Linked DNA regions of Mus musculus: regions 1, 3 and 4 are each linked to region 2. Evidence: chromatin contacts called from public promoter capture Hi-C data. All regions are on one chromosome and are shown on one strand. Each heading gives the region's core, a stretch centred on a gene start, on an enhancer-like site or on the middle of the called end of the contact. The rest is flanking DNA. Distances are from core to core; before and after follow the strand shown. Region 1 holds the start of Pkd1 (polycystin 1, transient receptor poteintial channel interacting). Region 2 holds the start of Prrc2a (proline-rich coiled-coil 2A). Region 3 holds the start of Tbl3 (transducin (beta)-like 3). Region 4 holds the start of Ppp2r5d (protein phosphatase 2, regulatory subunit B', delta).

Region 1 (3,212 bases), core at 544-3,043, about 11 Mb before region 2:
GCCTGGTCTACAGAATGAGTTGTAGGACATCCAGGACCACTATACAGTCAAACCCTGCCTCAGAAAATTAAAAAAAAAGTTATGTTTTTTGTATGGGTATTTGTTATTCTCATCCATGAAGGAGCTGAGAGAGGTTAAAAGGGTGTCCTTGGAAGTCCTGTGAGAAATTAATTAAGTAGTCTGGTCAGGAGCTTTTAGGAACCTCTCACTCTAGAGTACTGGCCTGAGAAGCGCATGCTACCATGCATGCTCTGTGAGTTGGTTTTGTTTGTTTGTTTGTTTTTCGAGACAGGGTTTCTCTGTGTAGCCCTGGCTTTCCTGGAACTCACTCTGTAGACCAGGCTGGCCTTGGACTCAGAAATCTGCCTGCCCCTGCCTCCTGAGTACTGGGATTAAAGGCGTGTGCCACCTCACCCGGCTTCTGTGCGTTTCAATATATTTAATAAGGCTGTTCATTCACTCGTCTAATTACGGAACAAACATGCTTATTGGCCCCAAAGAACGTCCCACCCCTTTCCTCCAGTCTCAAGGCACTCATCAACTTCCTGTCTTTGTGGACTTTTCTCTCCCTTTTTAATTTAATTTTTCTTTCCCTTTTTGAATATTTCCTGTGTAGTTCTTGGTATTTGGACGTCTAAACATTTTTTTCAAGGATTACTCCCCGGTGCTATGGTTGGAGTCTTTTCTCTCAATTTAATTTTGTCTTTAGCTCCTGCGCACAAGGATCTACAGTACCTGGAGACTGAAGCCTGAGATGGAGCTGCTTGGCGGGTGGGCGGGTGGTACAGCGTCTCCCCAGCACCTCCGCAGGGTGGTCTGCGCGGAGTGGTGGAGGGCACGGCGCTAAACTGCACCCACTCCAGGTGAGCTCAATCTCATGCATCACTTCTGAGCCTCTGCAGCATGCTCTGGCAGAGGTCCATGATATGACGCAGCAAGTATTTATTGACTCAGGTCGGCGGTACTCTCCAGGGTCAGAGAAGACTTGCGAAGTGGAAGCTCGCACAGCTGGCACCCAGAAACTGTAGGTCGCAGGGTTTTTTGTTTTGTTTTGTTTTTTTAATTTATTATCAGTGTAGAGCGCATGCTATGGCCAGGGTGTTGCGGCCAGAGGACAACTTTGTATAAGTTGGATTTGTGTACGTGGATTTCGGGAGAGGACTCAGCTGATTAGGCTTCCTTTATCCGCTAACCGACCCCCCACCTCCACAGGGTTTCTCGGTATATCCCTAGCTGTCCTGGAACTCACTCTGTAGACCAAGCTGGGCTCTGAACTCAGAGATCCACCTGCCTCTGCCACCCGAGTATTGGGATTAAAGTCTTTGCCACCACCACCCAGTGCTGAGCCCTCTCTTCTGCACCTACTAGTGTTTTTAATATTGTGACTGTTGATTGCAGAAGGCTAGGAGCGAAGAAACCTACTGACTCCAAGAAGGCCTCAACAGCCAGAGGACTTCAAGGGGGAACTCGGGAAAGCAGGGTGAATAGCCATAAGCTCTCCAGCCGTTGTGGGTAGGGGACAGCCTAAGCGGGCAGCTGCTCAAACCGCAGCCTGACTCGGGGCTCGAAACGCCGCAGCAGAGGGGGCGGAGCTTCCTCCACCTTCAAGCCTGGTCTGCAGCAGACCCAGCGGTGCAGAAGGCGGGGCCTCCGGAGGACTCCCCTCCCGTGAGACCCCGCCCACCAAGGCTCACGCTCACTGGGCGGAGCCTCTGAGGGCGCCCTTCCTTCAGGCCCCGCCTACTGCAGGATCTGCAATGAAGAGGGCGGAGCCTGTGAAGGCCTTCTCTTCATCCAGTCCCACCTACAGCCAACTTGGAAGCGCAGGGGCGGAGTCTGAGGGCGCCCCGCCCCACGCCGGAGGTGGGGGAGGAGGAGGAGCTGGCGCTGGGTCTGCAGTGCAGCGCGAATGCGCGAGCAGGCGGCCAAGGCCCTGAGGTGCGGCCTGCCCCAGAGCGCTGAGCAGCTGTCGCACCGCAGACGGGCCACGGCCGCCGCGGCATTCAGCCCCGTGCCGCACCATGAGGTCCGCGGGCCCCTCCTGAACTGCGGCTGCCGGCGCAAGGGGCCTCGGGGAACCGGGGCCATGCGCGGGCTGCGCTGACGATGCCGCTCGGCGCGCCTGCTCTCCTGGCGCTGGCCCTAGGCCTGGGCCTGTGGCTCGGAGCGCTGGCCGGAGACCCTGGGCGCGGCTGCGGGCCTTGCCCGCTCCCCTGCTTTTGCGGCCCTGCGCCCGACGCCGCCTGCCGCGTCAATTGCTCCGGCCGCTGGCTGCAGACGCTAGGGCCGAGTCTGCGCATCCCGGCTGACGCCACCGCGCTGTGAGTAGCTGCGCCGAGGCAGTGCAGGCGGGCAGGCGGTTGCCATGGCGGCGGGCGGCCTGGCTAGAGCATCATGACTGGGTCCGGCGGGAGCAGGGCTGAGGTAGATAGAGCCCTTCTGGAGCTTTGCCGGGCTGTCGGCCGCAGAGCGTGGGCGCGGTCCTGAGCTCGGGCCGCAAGACGCAGCGGGGCCTGGCCGCTCCTAGGGCGAGGCTCCAGCAGGGATGTCGGCCCGACTAAATAAGGAAAACCTTGGACCTCAGCCGGCGTGACCCAGAAGAGTAGCCAAAAATCCCAGTTCCTACGAAGACTGACGTTTTACGTTGCGGGGCTCCTCAAACAGGAGCTACAACAGTGCGTGGGGCGTGGTAGGAGGTTGCGGAATAAACGTTAATTAGAGACTAATTGAGGTGTATCCTGGGGTTGGAGATTTCTGTTGGGGCTCAGAGCTGGCCTCTAGGGGAAGAGTCTCGACAAGAATTTTATGGATGTGTAAGAATTGACTATGTTTAAGGGACAAAAGGTTGGTCCAGCGGCCTGGCCTGAGGTTGGCCACACATAGTGACTGCTGGAGAAGTGTTAGGGAGTAGAGGGTGTGATGGATGTGGGCCTCTAGTGGTACTTAGGGAGGGGAAATTGCCAGGAGGGGTTAAAACATTTGCCATTTCGGCAGTTTTGCCTTCTGAAAGTAACAGGCAAATCTCACTGAGAGATCAACATCTTGAACCAGGCTTAACTAGTCTCTTTTTATAGATTATCACACTTAATTCTTAGTCCAGTTCTCTGGCGTAGAGCCAGACCTCTGTTTTACAGGTGAGGAAAGAAGCTTGGAGATGCGATGTATTTTCAAGGTATCACAGCCTAGACATCATAGCTTAGGTTTGGACCTTT
Region 2 (2,953 bases), core at 117-2,616:
TTGAAGGAAGGTATGCTGGGAGCTTAAGGATTTTTATGAGCTTGCTCTCAGACCAGGAGCTGGTGCCAGACTAAGCCTTACTAAACAACAGGGGCTCCACAGAACCCCTGGATGCAAAATATTCCATCTATTCCTTACATAGCCCCCACACAGGCTCTTGGAAACAATTCTGCTGGCAGAAAAAAACAAAAAAACAAAAAACTAGTGGACCCCATGTAAAACTGAGGAAAACCACAGCATGACGGAGCTACCTCGACAACACCCTGTAACCATGGGCCAGGCAGCAGAGGCCAAACCCAGAACCAACTACCATTTTTATCCTCATCCAGTCTCTTCATAAGCAGTCATTTGTTCCCCTAACAGCCCTTACTCCTCAGGCAGGAAAAACTCTACATCTGAATCCATCCTCGAGTGACCGGGCATTCATTTGTGGGTGGGAACAGTGTGAAAAAGAGATGGAAGATAGCAAGAAAGCATGCAGGCCTAGGATGAAAGCCAAAATCGGGGAGAGAACTAACTTTACCACAAGCCAGAGAAAAGAAGACAGGGGTTGCTCTCTAGGCACTTAAGGAAGGCAATCTGAAATCTACCATGAAAGGGGGAGAAAGCAGAAAAACCGTAGAGCAGACAGATTTCAACTGCTAAAGAGAGAATCAAGCAGAAAGCAGGGAGGGAAGCAGGAACGGCTGAGGAAGGCTGACAAGGGGCAGTGTCAGGGGAGCTCAGAAGAAAAGAGGGAAGAGGAGGAGATAGGGCCATGGGGGGAAAAGGGAACGCAGAGGCTTGGGGGACGCAGAAAGGCGAAGATGCTGGCCGAAAGCGGGGCTCCAGAACCAGAGTGACTCGACGCAAAGACCAAGAAAGACCGGGAGCCATAGCGCCGGGTGGCAGCAAGGGCTCCAGAAACACCAAGAGCCCCTCAAAGGGTAGGTCTACAGGCGGCGGAGGGGCCCCGGGCCGGCCGAGGGGCCGAGGGCGCGACGCGAGCAGGAACCGCGGCCTGGAGCGCGGTCGTGCCCTGAGGAGCAGGCTGCTGGGCCGCGGCCGCCCCCAGCCCTCCACAGCGGCCTGGGAGCGGCCGGCGCAGGCCGAGGGGGAGGGGCAGGCCGGCGGCAGGAGGACAAGATGGCGGCGGCTGATGGCAGCTTCTCCCCCGGCCCGCCGCCGCCGCTGCCGCCGCCCCGCGCCGGAAAGGGCGTCAGCGCCCAGCTCGCCCAGACTCACCTAGCCGGGTGCGTGGGGGTCCGGGACCCGGGCTCAAAGGCTTCCCGGGGCGGATGGCGGCGGGGCGGGGGCGGATGGCGGCGGATGGCGCCGCGCTCGGCTCCTCCCGTCTCCCTCGCTCACTCCGCGGCTGGGCTCCGACTAACGGCCCATCCGGGCAACCGCCGCCCCCGGGAACACCCCCCACCTCCCGCCTCCCTCCGCGGCTGGGCACGCCCCCTTATTTGCATAGGGGGCGGAGCCCTTACTCTCCGACCCCTCCGCTCTTCAGGGCTGTCCCTACTTTAAAAAAATAAAGGCAGTGTGTGGAGGATATTTGCATAAAGGGGAGGGACTTACAGACGCTAGGACGCCGGTTGGCTAGGGAGACGTCTTGGCGTCGGCAGTTGAGACGCGTAGACCGGGCGGAATGCGAGGCCGTTGGGGCGCAGAATTTACACGACGGATGGTGGGAGAAAAAGGATGCGCATGCGTAGTTGGTCCGCGGACGGCTGGGAGCCGAGAGACACGCAGGGAAGGGATGCTAGGCCCCGGTCACTCTCAGCGGAGAAGACGGAAAGAACTGCGACGAATGGAAGGGATTAGTTAGTCGAGGGCGGAGTTACATAGACCCTGGAAGAATTTCAGGTCTGGTGTCCATTCGTGAGAGGTAAACGCGTCAGGGAGGCGGGGCTTTCCAGTTATCAAATCACGTCATGCAAATGAAGTGGATAGGCAAGCCAATCAAAGGGTCCAGAGGAGTGTATCATTGACTTTCTTCGAGTAGGCGTTCTTCGAATGGTTCTGGGTATTTGCATAATATATGCAAACAATTTGAACAAAGGCAAGGAATGACCTACTCTTCCAAATTTTAGCAGCGACTAACTACGGCGGATATTTGACATTTAATTTTTATGCTCAATAGTTTTAAAAACTGTTTTTATAATTAATGTTCCTTCAACAATGAGTTTCAGCTTTAAAGGTCGTACTACTTCCCCTCTTTGTTTCTTAGTACTTGACTGTAGAAATCTTTGCCTCTCACCACACTTACACTTACTCAACATTTTCCTGTGAATTTTTATGTATATTGGTGGGTGCTCACTGGCCTTTACAAACCAGAGGTTGACGTCCAGAGGGCTCGCGCAAACACTTTATTTTTTGAGACATTCTTTTCATCTTTCAGTGAATCTTGATACTTGGATGGCTGAGCTCAGATTCCATATGGACTGGCCAAAGAGCTTGAGATCTTTCTATCTCTGCATCCCGGTGCTGAAGTTACAGACAGGAGTGATCTGCCCAGCCTGGACATGAGTACAGGAGGTCCAAACTTAGGTCCTCATGCTTGTTAGCAAGCATTTCATCCGCTGAGCCATTTTCCTAACTCTAGAAACATTTATTTGTTTTTATTTTATTTGTATGCATATCTACATATATGCATATGTACCAAGTGGGTTCCTGGTGCCACCTGGGTTCTTGGTTCCTGTACCAAGAGGAGTTCAGATCTCTTTGAACTGGAATTACTGGTGATTGTGAGTTCCCAGATGTAGGTGTTGGGGATCGAATCCAGGTCCTCTGAAAGAACAGCAAGTGCTGAGCCATCTCTCCAGTGGTCATCAGTAACAGTTTGAAGTACCAGAGACATGCATGGGATATTGTAGAGGCAGAGGAATAACCTGACTGTCCTGGTGGGAGCAGGTTAAAAGATATATGGGGAGAGAGAGTAGGGGGGGAGGGAGAAAGAAGCACTTGG
Region 3 (2,963 bases), core at 418-2,917, about 10 Mb before region 2:
TTTGGTACCACAGACACAGAAGAGGTAATGGCCAGTCTGGTCCAGCTAGGGACAAAAGGGGTCTCAGCCAAGGAACTACTCAGTACTCACTAAACCCCCCACCCCCGCTATGCCCCTGGGGATAGTTACCTGTGCTTTCCCACCCTTGTAGAAAGGTTCAATCTTTCGCTCAACAGCATAGCTGGGAAGAGAACAGGATGCTGAGTGATGGCCTAATGTCCTTGCCCCAGTGCCCCCAGACCACTGGGTGCTCTCCCAGAGATGAGACAAATGCTTGCCCTTGCTGAGCGCCCAGGCAGCAGCAGGAACCCGGGGGTGAAAACCAAGCATCTCCGTGGGAGGATGTTTCACATTATGGAGAGGCTGAGATGCATGCCCCAGTGGCTCTCATGGGGTCATCAGACAGGTTGAAGAGATGGGCCTGACTCAAGGTGAAGGAAGCCCAACAGCCCAGGCTTCAGCACTGAGGTCTTTTGGGGGCTCTCTACTAGTTGTGGGAGGCCAGGAATAGTAACATACTCTCAAAGTCTTGACCAGTAGGCCCAGCATGCCACCCCACTCCTCCAGCCTCAGTGTCATTTGGTTTCTCCCGACTAACAGTGACTTCTGGGATCTGACTAAAGCTGCCCTCTTTTCCACTCCCTCTACTGCTTTGGTCCAAGCCGATGAAATTTTCTGGGAGGTAATGGCGGTGGCCATTGCAGTCTCCTCAGTGAGTTTCTTACCAGCGCTTTCATCTCTGTTGTCTAATGACTTCTAAAACAACTGAGGGGTGTCTCTGCAGTGCCTAAACTTCCCCTTCTTTCACACCTCACATGCTTTTGTGACATTACCCTGCCTGGCCCAGAAGGACTTTTGCCTGCCTTCCTTTCTTTCTTTTCTTTTCTTTTTTGTTTGTTTGCTTTTTGAGACAGGGTTTCTCTGTGTAGCCCTGGCTGTCCTGGAACTCACTTTGTAGACCATGCTGGCCTCGAACTCAGAAATCCGCCTGCCTCTGCCTCCCGAGTGCTGGGATTTAAGGCGTGAGCCACCATGCCCAGCTTTGCCTATCTTTCTTAATAGTCAACACCACAGCGTCACTGCTCCTGGCCCAGGCACTATAACAGGTCATTTGCTTCTGCCCTCTATTTGGGCTGGGCTGGGCTTTCCAAATTCAAATGCTCTGCCCTCCAACCTCCTAAGTCCAGTCCGTGGAAGTCTGCCCATCAAAATAAAAGCAGCGTCGGAGACTCTGCAACCAGTTAACCCATCAACAGAGATGCTGTCAGCACCGAGGCTTTTCTTTGCAAGAGCTCCCTTGCCATAATCCATTCCACTCAGTGACAGATGGAAATTAGTTATCTGAAAACTGCACACTATGAATAAAGGCAGAGCCTCTTCCTATCTTAGCACTAAACAGCAGCTGTTCACAGGGGAACTGACTGAGCTCAGGACTCAGAGCCCCCGCTATCACAATGAACACCCCTCCTAAACTCCTGGCTCCCTTTTCCGGTTCCTCCCCATTTCCCTTCGGGTCCGCGCCTCCTCCGAGGACTTACTTGGCTTTGAAGCGGCACAATCCCGCCGCAGTCTCGGCCATGTCCCAGGGCAGCGCCTCCAAGTTCAGCAGCCTTTCTCCCCGCGTGAACCGGCCAGTGTGCTACTCTGTACTTCAAGGCACGCGGTGATGACGTCAGGAGCCGCAACTCCTTGACGCCATCAACATGCGCGCCGGGAGACCGGCTGCTGCCACTGGGAGTGGGAGCCGAAGGCATATCCAGTGTGGATGCTGGCAGCTGGCAGTAGAACGTCTTATTTACTGTTTTCATTTGGGTCTGTTTTCCTTTCCTTTCCTTTTTCCTTTCCTTTCCTTAACTGTCCTGTCCTTTTTTTTTTTTTCTTTTGGTTTTGTTAGACAAGATGTCTTTTACAACAACGGATTGGTGTCTCGGCGGTGCTTAAAGCTTCCCCTATCGCCGGGCGTGGTGGCGCACGCCTTTAATCTCAGCACTGGGGAGATCGAGGCCAGCCTGGTCTACAAAGTGAGCTCCAGGACAGCCAGGGCTATACAGAGAAACCCTGTCTCGAAAAACAAAAACAAAACAAAACAAAACAAAACAAAAAAAGCTTCCCCTATCACATGCTTCTGTAGATCTTGTCCAGGACTTTCGCCTCTGTGCCCCGCCCCCAACCCGATGTGTGTTTGTGTGTGTGTAACTGTCTGTCTGTCTCGCTCTCCTTTCCTCCTTCCCTCCCTCTCCCCCCACTCCCTTTTGTGTTTTTCGAGATACAGATTCTCTGAAGCACTGGTTGTCCTAGAACTCGTTCTATTGAAGATCTGCTTACTTCTACTTCGCGACTGCTGGATTTAAAGGCGTGTCCTTCCGGCTTGTTTTCTTTTCATTAAAAATTAATTTGTAGCCGGGCGTGGTGGCACACGCCTTTAATCCCAGCACTCGGGAGGCAGAGGGAGGCGGATTTCTGAATTCGAGGCCAGCCTGGTCTACAAAGTGAGTTCCAGGACAGCCAGGGCTATACAGAGAAACCCTGTCTCGAAAAACCAAAAAAATAAAAATAATAAATAATAAATAAAAAATAATAATAATTTGCAGGGCTGGAGAGATAGCTCAGTGGTTAAGAGCATTGGCTGCTCTTCCCGAGGTCCTGAGTTCAATTCCCAGCAACCACATGGTGACTGACAGCTGTTTATAATGTGATCTAATGTCCCTTTCTGGCATGCAGATGTATATGTAGATAGAGCACTTTATAAATAAATTTTAAAATTAACTTGCAGGCTGGAGAGGGCTCAGTGGTGAAGAGTGCTGACTGCTTCTCCAGAGATCCTGAGTTCAATTTCCAGGAAACACATGGTAACTCACAAACATACATAATGAGATCTAGTGCCCTCTTCTGTCCTGCAGTCGTACATGCAGGCAGAACACTGGTTACATAAATAAATCTTAAAAAGAAAATTAATTTACACT
Region 4 (3,237 bases), core at 448-2,947, about 12 Mb after region 2:
GCCCACTCCCCAAGGATAAGACCCAGGTAGGGCACACAACTTTGCCTGGCTCACCACCCCCTGTCCTGTGCTCTATCTAACTCTCAGACCGAGACAGTGACAGCCCAGAAGCAGAGCCTCCTGGCAAACACACAACAGCCCCGGGATAAAGAGTTTGACTGATATGGTTAGAGATGGTAGCCCAGCATCCATCAGGGGAAAAATGAATGCAATCCACCTCTGGGGTCATCAGGAGAGTGGACCACGAGACCAGGCCAGAGCCAGCCCAACACAAGGGGCCAGCCCAAAAGCTGGGGAGTCTGAAGACCAGTTCCAGCCTCCCCAGCTGAGTCTGCTTCTCAGAAGAACCACAGATCAAGCAAGAGCAGCAAACAAAGGGAAAGGCAGGGACAGGTCAGGGTGGTTTGGAGGCAAAAGATGGCAAAAGACGGTAACATCAAGAAATGGCCTGTGGGGTTGGGAGTGTAGCCCAATGGTACTGCACATGCTTAGCATGTGCAAGACCCTGGGTCTGATCTCTGCCACTGCAAATAATAAAGAAACCGAGTGTACTGGACGGCAGAATGAGAAGAAAACTAAACAGAACAGGCCAGAAGAAAGGGAGAAATCCTGTCCTGGTGCAAAAAAAGGAAATGCAAAGGTTATCCTAAGGAATACAGGGAGGAGCCTCTAACAGATTAGAAACCGAGTCCCGTCTAGGGTGAACATGGAAGCCAGCTGATGCCAGTTAGGCACTTGCACAGAAGAGCCCTCCAAGTTGGGAGACCTGATATTGCAGCTGGGCCTCCAGCAGGATGTGTGACCTTGGACAAGTCCCTTCCCCTGACCCGGCCTCAGTCTCCTCATCTGTACCACTAGCATGCTAGTCTGCATGTGCTCCAAAGCTCCCTTCCAGCACAGACGTTCTGGGGTTCCATCAACAGAAGAAGGGCTCGGTCCTGGCTTACAAGTTTGTGTGTAAAGGAAGACTCGAGGGAGGGGCCTAGGCCAGATTTGGGCGGAGGAGAGAGAAAGCAGAGCGGTTCTAGGTCAGGGGCTTGTCGTGGGGGGGCGGGGGGGGGGAAGGAGGGACTGTACAGAACTGTGGAGAGGCCGTCTTTTAAGCTGGTGAGGAGAAGAGGGAAGGGGCTGCTCAGGGCGGGGGTGGGGGAAGTACTGGAGGGAAATGCGGTCTTAAATGAGCACTGTCCCAAACCGTGGGGGATCGGGGACAGATAAAGGCGGGGAGAAAAAGCAAGGGAGTGAGCCGGGAGTGGAGCAGATCTGGAGGGGGCCGGGGATAGGAGCAAAGAGGAAGGGAAGAGGGATAGGTGGGGGGAAATCTGTCCGGGCAAAGACGGAGAGCTGTCCCAGCTGCTGCACGGACTGGGGGTGCTGGCAGTCGCGCGGCCCTGGGGCTGGCCGCGGGAGTGCTGCGGGGGGCCGGACCAGAGGGTCAGTCTGAGGCTGTCCCGGGCCTGCCTCGGGCCCCTCCCAGAGCTGCGCGCAGGCCCGGCGGCGGAGGCGCAAGGGGAAAGGCCACGCTCACCTTATCCTTCTTCAGTTTATAGGACATCTCGGCCGGTCCACACCCGGCCCGGCTCCTGCGGCCCCGCTCCGGCTCTGCTCGGCCACACTCGGCCCGCTCGGCGTCTCTTCGCCACCGCCTGCGCGCTGCGCCCGGGCCGAGCCGTGGCTGCGCTTCCAATTGGCCCGAACTCTTACAAACCTGCCTGAGAACCAGGAGCCGCCTCCTCGGATTGGTCATTGGAGCCAAGCAGCTTCCCTTTTTTCTCATTGGAAAGAAAGAGTACAAACCGCCAGGGTTCGGCTCCCAGAATTGGCTGGAGTGGAAGGTCCCGCCCTGAAAAGGGTCGGGCTTCGTGGAGGAGGCGGAGCCATGGGGAAACCCGAGCTTGGCTAGCAGATCTGTTCTCCGGCGTCGCCTTGTGCGTCGTCCTCTGCTATTCTTCAGTCCTTTGAGCTCTGCTCCTTCCCTCCAGAAGTGGCTCTCATGTTCTCCCCTGCTCTTCTACCTGCCCTGCTTCGTACGGACTGGAGGAAAAAGGCCCTAACACGAAAAGGGCACCTTTCTTCACAGGAATTTAAAGTAGCTCAAATTGCACACGTGAAATGATAGAGAAGACTCCCAAGGGTACTCCCGGGCATTCATCAAGTCTGTCCTAGATCACAGTTGCAGAGGAGCAGAGGGGAAAGCCTATCAGCGGTGGAACCGGGCTGAAATAAAATAAGAAACCCTGGTTTGCTGCAGCTTCAAGACGTGGGTCCCTGTAGCTGCTGGAAGGGTGCTGGAATCGGTAAAACAGCTGCGTTTGGAGCCACTGAGAATGAAGTGAAAAAGCAGCCTCATCGTTCCCTACCTGAGCCCTGAGCCGCCGCCGCACCCAAGCTAGTGTTCAAGTGGGTAAGACTGGGTTCTTGCCCTCAGGTAGTTCCCACTCTAATGAGGTTCACAGACTCGTATTAAGAGACGATTAAAATACAATCACATAAATTACACAAACCTCAGAATGACATGGAGGAATATATTTTAGTTATCCTAGTAGCCAATAGATTACATTAAAGAACTGGAGGAGGTCCATCAAAAATAAATCTGCGAGCTGGGTGTGATGGGTTTGCCCCTGTAACCCCACCTCTTGGAAGATAGAGGCAGGATGATCAGGCGTTACAGACCAGCCTTAACTATAGCCAGTTGCAGACCAGTTTGGACTACAATAAGAACCTCTTAAAAGAAAGAAAAAAAAAAGACAAAAAAAAAAAAAAAAAAAAACCTACCCGCCACCACAAACAACAACAACAAAGAAACAACTCTCAGAACTAAAAAGTTACAAATAAGCCTGTGGCCGTTTGTTCCCCAGGAAAGAGGTCTTGGATTCCCCCAGGAGCATGATAACCAAACAATAGTCAATCATCCTTACACAAAGAGCAGTAGCCCCAATATTGGGAAAGATGGGGGCTGGGAAGATGGTGCTCTTCCAAAAGACCTGAATTCAGTTCCCAGCACCCACATTAGCTGCTTCACAATTGCCTGTAACTCCAGCCCCAAGGGACCTGATAGACACATGCATACATACATACATACATACATACATACACACACACAATTTTAAAACTTCAAGAACAGAATGGAAAAAAAGACAAGGCTCAGTGGTTAAGAGTACTTGCTGCTCTTCCAGAGGACCTAAACTAGGCTCCCAGCCCCCACAACAGCTGGCTCACAACCACCTGTAACCCCAG

What was found. Promoter capture Hi-C pulls out the DNA fragments that hold promoters and counts their contacts.
Region 1: a promoter capture Hi-C map of hippocampal neurons shows a contact between it and region 2, with 3 times the contacts expected there. The contact joins the promoter of Pkd1 here to the promoter of Prrc2a in region 2. A contact is called at or near these places in 4 of 39 promoter capture datasets (cranial neural crest, frontonasal cranial neural crest, hippocampal neurons and 1 more).
Region 3: a promoter capture Hi-C map of cranial neural crest shows a contact between it and region 2. The contact joins the promoter of Tbl3 here to the promoter of Prrc2a in region 2. A contact is called at or near these places in 3 of 39 promoter capture datasets (cranial neural crest, embryonic stem cells and maxillary cranial neural crest).
Region 4: a promoter capture Hi-C map of cranial neural crest shows a contact between it and region 2. The contact joins the promoter of Ppp2r5d here to the promoter of Prrc2a in region 2.

The regions. Positions count from the first base shown.
Region 1 is chr17:24,548,157-24,551,368 of GRCm38.p6, forward strand. Pkd1 (polycystin 1, transient receptor poteintial channel interacting) reads left to right here and starts at 1,794. Exons shown (of 46, transcript NM_013630.2): 1 at 1,794-2,321. The coding sequence starts at 2,107. LOC115488769 (a long non-coding RNA gene) reads left to right here and starts at 2,328. Exons shown (of 2, transcript XR_003952238.1): 1 at 2,328-3,212.
Region 2 is chr17:35,163,511-35,166,463 of GRCm38.p6, forward strand. Prrc2a (proline-rich coiled-coil 2A) reads right to left here and starts at 1,367. Exons shown (of 31, transcript NM_020027.3): 1 at 1,225-1,367.
Region 3 is chr17:24,705,986-24,708,948 of GRCm38.p6, forward strand. Tbl3 (transducin (beta)-like 3) reads right to left here and starts at 1,668. Exons shown (of 22, transcript NM_145396.4): 1 at 1,539-1,668; 2 at 130-181; 3 at 1-45. The coding sequence starts at 1,579.
Region 4 is chr17:46,703,305-46,706,541 of GRCm38.p6, forward strand. It overlaps Ppp2r5d (protein phosphatase 2, regulatory subunit B', delta), which reads right to left and starts at 1,698. Exons shown (of 15, transcript NM_009358.3): 1 at 1,529-1,698. The coding sequence starts at 1,555. It overlaps Gm52314 (a long non-coding RNA gene), which reads left to right and starts at 2,321. Exons shown (of 2, transcript XR_003952400.1): 1 at 2,321-2,404.